Regions from separate parts of the Sus scrofa genome. Here region 1 is linked to region 2. A link is a contact called in public HiChIP or PLAC-seq data. All regions are on one chromosome and are shown on one strand. Each heading gives the region's core, a stretch centred on a gene start, on an enhancer-like site or on the middle of the called end of the contact. The rest is flanking DNA. Distances are from core to core; before and after follow the strand shown.

The links. HiChIP or PLAC-seq counts read pairs in DNA pulled down with a chosen protein or histone mark.
Region 1: a contact with region 2 is called in an H3K27ac HiChIP or PLAC-seq map of alveolar macrophages. The contact joins the enhancer-like site here to the promoter of METRNL in region 2. A contact is called at or near these places in 2 of 5 promoter capture datasets (fetal liver and liver), 7 of 47 Hi-C or Micro-C datasets (blood, embryonic fibroblasts, fetal liver and 2 more) and 1 of 2 datasets of contacts at active chromatin or transcription factors (alveolar macrophages).

What each region holds. Positions count from the first base shown.
Region 1 is chr12:308,147-310,846 of Sscrofa11.1, forward strand. The region is part of intron 6 of B3GNTL1 (UDP-GlcNAc:betaGal beta-1,3-N-acetylglucosaminyltransferase-like protein 1); the gene reads left to right. Among named protein-coding and RNA genes, the nearest start is that of B3GNTL1, 50 kb to the left of the region's middle. Within about 2 kb of position 1,340, at least 9 of the 83 cell types and tissues checked have an H3K27ac peak or open chromatin away from gene starts, as enhancers often do. A contact at or near this core is called in alveolar macrophages and fetal liver, where this site is marked.
Region 2 is chr12:240,162-242,861 of Sscrofa11.1, forward strand. It overlaps METRNL (meteorin-like protein), which reads right to left and starts at 1,330. Exons shown (of 5, transcript XM_005668567.3): 1 at 1,089-1,330; 2 at 951-1,086. The coding sequence starts at 1,110.

The DNA.
Region 1 (2,700 bases), core at 90-2,589, 68 kb after region 2:
GGGGAGCTTTAGGAAGGCCTGGAAGGAGCTCCCCCTGTGGCGCAGTGGGGTGGGCGTCTGGGAGCACTGGGAACAGGTTTGGTCCTTGGCCTGGCACAGGGGGTAAGGATCTGGCATTGCCACAACTGCCGCTTTAGGTGGTGGCTGCAGCTTGGATCTGGTGCCTGGTCTGGGAGCGCCATGTGCCGCGGGGCAGCCAAAAAAGAAACGCCTGGAAGGAGCCGCCCTGAAGGGCCGTGGGTGTTGGGCCCGCGGCGATTGTGTGTAATCGGGGATGCTTCCGGTGAATTGGGAGGCGTCCCGTCTCAGTGCTCCCGGCGAGGCTGGCTCCAGCCGAGGCTTCGTCCCACATTCAGAAAGCTGCCCTCCTGCCCCCCCCCGGGGGGAGTTGGCAAGTGAGCCTGGGGGTCAGAGGTCCTCAGGCAGCAGCGGGATGGCAAGGGCTCCTGACTCCGCCCTGCCCTGGCCTTGGGGACGGCCCGGGGGCCCGGGCAGGACACGGGGCTGCAGAGAGGTGGCGGGCTGCCGCCCGGCTTCCCCTAAAGGTGGGGAGCAGGCCCACAGCCGCCCGGCGTGAGACTGGACATGGGCGAGGTTGTGCGGGCAGGCGCAGTGGCCCCAGCCTGGGCACGGCTTGCCCTGAGGGCAGCGGCAGGTGTGGCCGCGGGGGGTCGGGATGAGCCCCTCACTGTCCTGGAGGCCTCAGGCCTACGGACCACGAGGTCCCAACGCCCCGAGGTCAGTGCTGTCAGGAGGAGGCAGCGGGAGGGTGAAGGGGTGGCTGCTGGCTGGGGCCTGTGCCGGGAGCGGCTGCCCCCTCAAGCTCACCCGGCCCCAGCTCCTCCAGCAGCAGCCTCCTCCGCCATACCTGGTCACTGCTGAACCCGCCGTGCCCCCGCCACCCTCTCTGGCCAGAACACACAGTGGTGTCACAGCCTGGGTCCCCCGGAACGGAGCTCAGAACGGAGCTCAGCCCGGAAGGACAGGGGGAGCAGACAGGGCAGAGGGAGCGGCCCGAGGCCAGGCCAGGGGGTGCCAGACACTGACCTGCACACCACCTGGAGGGGCCCCCACTTTGCTGCCCCAGGGATGAGGTGTGACCCTGGCATTTCTGGGGCAGGGTCCTGTCCTCTGGGGGGCTCCCCAAGGGTGGGTGCAGCCGAGGCTTAATGCCCTGGAAATGGTCACTTTCCCAAAAAAAGGAGTTTGCTTAATCATTTCCTCGGGTGATGACAGGGCTTTTCCTGACACTCTATTCGTCACTATTGTGGACTCCGCGTTCAGTTGTGGCAGTCAGCTGGCCCCGCGGGAGCCCGGAAGGGGCGCTAATAATGCAGAAGCGTCTGGAGGGAGTGCGGTGGCCGTGGCGCCTGTTCCCAGGAGGCAGTGGGCAGGGCCCCTGGGTCAGCGCTCCCACCGCTGCCTGGGACTCCCAGCGTCTGCCACGTGATGACCTGTCTCATGAGCAGGTCAGCTCCATGCAGGGACGTGGCGGGCAGTGGAGCCGGCCGAGAAGGGGTGGCCGGGACCTCGCTCGAGGCCGTCAGGGCAGCATGTGACTTCCTGGTGGCGACAGGCATGGTCTGCAGGCAGCGTCCCTGAGGGCCCACTGGCAGGGCTCCTCCTTCTTCTCCCACACGCGGGATCTGGGCTCCTGGGCCTCTGGCCGCCAGCCTCTTACTTGTCTGCTGTCACTTGTCCCAGACGTTAGGCCTTTCACAGCCTGAGGGCGGACCCTGCCCTCTAACCGGCCAGAGATTCCCAGGCCTCCCGCGCCCACGGTCAGCGTGTGAGGCTCTGACCGCTGACCTCTGACCTCCACCGCCCGCCGCCCAGTCTGACCTGCAGAGGCTGTGGGTGCCTCCAGCCTGTGGGCTCGTCATGTGGCCTCTGGTGGCCGAGGGCATCACGCCGTCCCCTCCCTGCCCACATCCCGGCCTGGTTGGTGTGGAGGGCGGGACCGACCGGCCCCGCCTGGCCGTGGGAGCCTCATCAGCCGGCAGCCGGTGGTGCCGAGACGGACGTGGCAGGCACAGCGGCCACCGGGGTGACGCATCACCGGGGTGTGGGGTAGCGGGAGCTCGCTGCTGGGGGACGTGTGACCGACGCTTTTGGGAAGACAGCTGAGCGGACCGAACGCCCTGCCGTCCAGCCAGCCCCCCCGGGCTTCACCGGGAGCTCTGCCTCTGCGCCCAGGACTCGCTCACATGCACCCACAGCACAACCAGGAGCAGCCCAGTGGACGCTGGTGTGGTTGGGGCGGCCGTGTGGTCCCCGCACAAGTGCGGGGCTCTCTTGACACCACATCCCAGGACGCGCGGACTGATGTATTCGTGACAGAGAGCAGGTCGGCACCGGCCGGGGACGGAGGCGGGGAGCCGGCCAGGACCCGAGGGACCTGGGGGTCGTCGTGCGTGTGGCGAAGGGCGGGGCTTTATGCTGGGCCCGTCGGTCATGACAGAGCTGTGAGAATCACTGGAGGGGCCCCTCGTGCAGCCATGGGGAGGTGCGGGGGCAGCGCAGCCGGGGTCTGGACGCGGGGCGATGAGGGCTGAGTGCTCGGCTCCGGGGGTCCCAGTGGAGGCCCGTGGAGCCGGCTCTCGAGTGCCCTGCCCTGGGGTCTGAGAAGGGGTGGGTAAGCATCTGTGTCGAGGCCCTGACCCCCCCATGGCGGGAACAGGAGGTGGCCAGGCTCGCTCC
Region 2 (2,700 bases), core at 80-2,579:
TTCTCGGAAAACCATCCTCACTCAAAATAACCCGGTGACACCCTGAGCACGAGGTGTCTGCCAGCGGACCGCAGGGACTTGGGGGCGGGGAGCGACCCTGCTCCGTGAAGCCCGCCGGGACCCAGACCCAAGGGCTGCCGCGGCCCACGGCGTTTTCGGGGCATCTCCCTCGCAGACTCCTGAAGCCGCAAGGGCCGAAGCACAGAGCTGTCTCGGCAGCGAGGTGCCTGGCGCGGGGCCGGCGCCCTGGCGGATGACGGTTCTAGCCCTGAGTGGCTGCGCCCTTACCCCCCGCCCACGCTTGTGACTTGACTGTCACACTGCAGTTTTTTTTAAAAGTCCTCGGCTGCCTGCCTTGGCGGGGGGCGTGAAGGGGGGTCGCCGAGCCCAGCGCGCGCTGCCAAGGGCGGCCTGACCTTCACGGGGCGGGGCGGTTCGGTCAGGCCCCGAACTCGCCCCGCGCACAGGTGTCCGCCCGCAGGTCTCCGCCCCGACGTGGTCAGCGCCAGGGCCCCGCTGCCTCCTGCGGACCCGGCGGTCCCTTCCCGCTCGGCCCTCAGCGCAGGCCCGGCTTTTCTCGGCCCGGAGCGCGCAACTCCTCGCCGCGGACACAGGCCGGAAGGGGCCAGAGGGCCGACTCGCGCCGCCTCCAGTGAGGGGTCGGGGTCCCGGCTGAAGCTTTCGGTGAACCAAGTGGGGACCGGCGCGGTCCCGCGCGAGGCGAGCGAACTGCCGGGCCGGCTGACCCCGCCGCGCTGCAGGCGCGCCTCCCCCTGGGCGTCCTCCGGACCAGGGGACCGGGACGCCGCGGGCTCTTTTGTTCTAGAACCGGGGGCGGGGGAGGACGGGGGCAGCACTCAGCCTGGAGAGCGGGCCCCGAGCCCCCGCGCGCTCGGCCCGCGCTGGAGAGAAGTGGACCGGAGGGCCGGAGTCGCGCCGCACCGACTCACCTTCCCTTCCAGCTGCACAGGTCGCTCGAGTACTGCGCGCCCGCGCCGCCCAGCAGCACGGCTAGGAGCAGCAGCAGCGGCGGCGGCGGCGGGCCCGGGGCGGGGGGCCTCGGCCACAGCTGCCCCGAGCGCCCCCGGCCGCCCAAGCCGCGCCCCGCATGCTCTGGCTACGGCTCTGCCGCCGGCCCCGCGTCCGCGCCTCCCCGAGCAGACCCTCGACCCGGCGCGGCCGGGCTCCGAGTCCAGGCGGTCACGTCGCGCGCCCCGGGCGCCCCGAGAGCGGCCGCCCGCCCATCCCTCCGGAGCCGGGGCCGCCCGAGCCGCTGGAGCCGCTGCAGCCCCGCGGACCTCCGCGCCCGCCGCCGCCGCCTGTGCCTCTGAAGTCCGCGACTCCGCGTCGCAGCCGCGGCTCAGCTGGGGGGCGGTGCCCGCCCGGCCGCCCCGCCCCCGCCCGGGTCCGCCCCCGCGCGCCGGAACTCCGCCCCGTGCGCCCGCGCTCGCGCCCGGAGCCCCCGGGCTGGATGCTGCAGTCGCGGAGCCGGCGGCTCGGCGCGGGCAGCGAGCCCCGAGGGCGTGCGGCAGGCTAGGACGCCGCGCAGAGGGGAGGGCTGCGCGAGGGACGGGGAGAAGGGTGCGGGAGAGAAGAGCCAGGTTGGACGGTGGAGTCCCGGGCGGGAGGGGGTCCGGCAGCAGCGCGTCCCTGGCCTGTGCAGTCCGGGCAGCGCAGAAACCTGAGACCCCAAGTCTGTGCAGACCCAAGCCTGCCTGCCGGGCCGCCCCGCAGGGGCAGTGCTGTGGCCCCGTCATGCAGACTGAACCTGGAATGGCCTCTGGGCTGCAGCGGAGCCTCTGTGACCCGCCGTCAGAGTTGCTCCTGGCACCTACCCTCTGTAGGATTTGAGGGCGCTTTGCGGAAGTTCAGATTCTGTCCGGTTCTGCGGCCCACGGGGGAGGGGAGGCCCAGCTGTGGCCGGCGCTGTGGCTGACGCACTGCACTCTGGACACCTGTTGCACAGAAAGGCCCTAGGTTTGCCAGGGTTCCTGTGCATCGCTGCCTCGCCGGCTGCTGGTCCCCACCATCCCACTCAAGAGCCGGTCTCACTCCTGATTTACCAGCCTCAGGCTTGATTCTTCCTCGGGGCAGGGACCCCCTTGCCCGTTGTAGGCAGTAGCCGTCTCCCCAGCGTCCAGGCTTGGCTCCTGGAGCTGTCTGCAGATACTGCCAAATGGCCCCTGAGGCCCTGGATTTAGGAGACTGGCACGCTGAGTACAGGGGGATGAGCGTGGCTGCCTTCACCAGGTGCTCACGCCAGGTGCCTGACCTCCAGTGGGGGATATTAGGGAGATAAGCAGCTCAGCGGACGCTGACCCCTCGAGGGATTGTGAGGGTCCAGCAGTAGGAGGGAGGGAGCCACCCCGCTCCAGGCAGCCACCCCTGTGGCCACAAAAGCAGGTTTTTCTGCTTCCTCAGACTCTGAGCTCCTGAAACAGGACCAAGTGGGGGAGAAATCCGGCCTTGTTTTAGCATTTCTGTTCCAGCCAAGAGATTTCAAGAGGGATTTCAAGTGACCTGCAGGGGCGGGGAGTGACCTCCCAGGCCTGTAATAATGAGGGTGTTGCAGCCTTTCATCTGGTTAGAGATGTGGGAGTCTGATTTGGTGGGAGGGGTGGAATTGTCACACTCTGGAGAAGCCAGAGTCTGTAGGCCCACAATGGCTGGGGCTGAGAGACGGCCTCGGGGTTGGGGGGA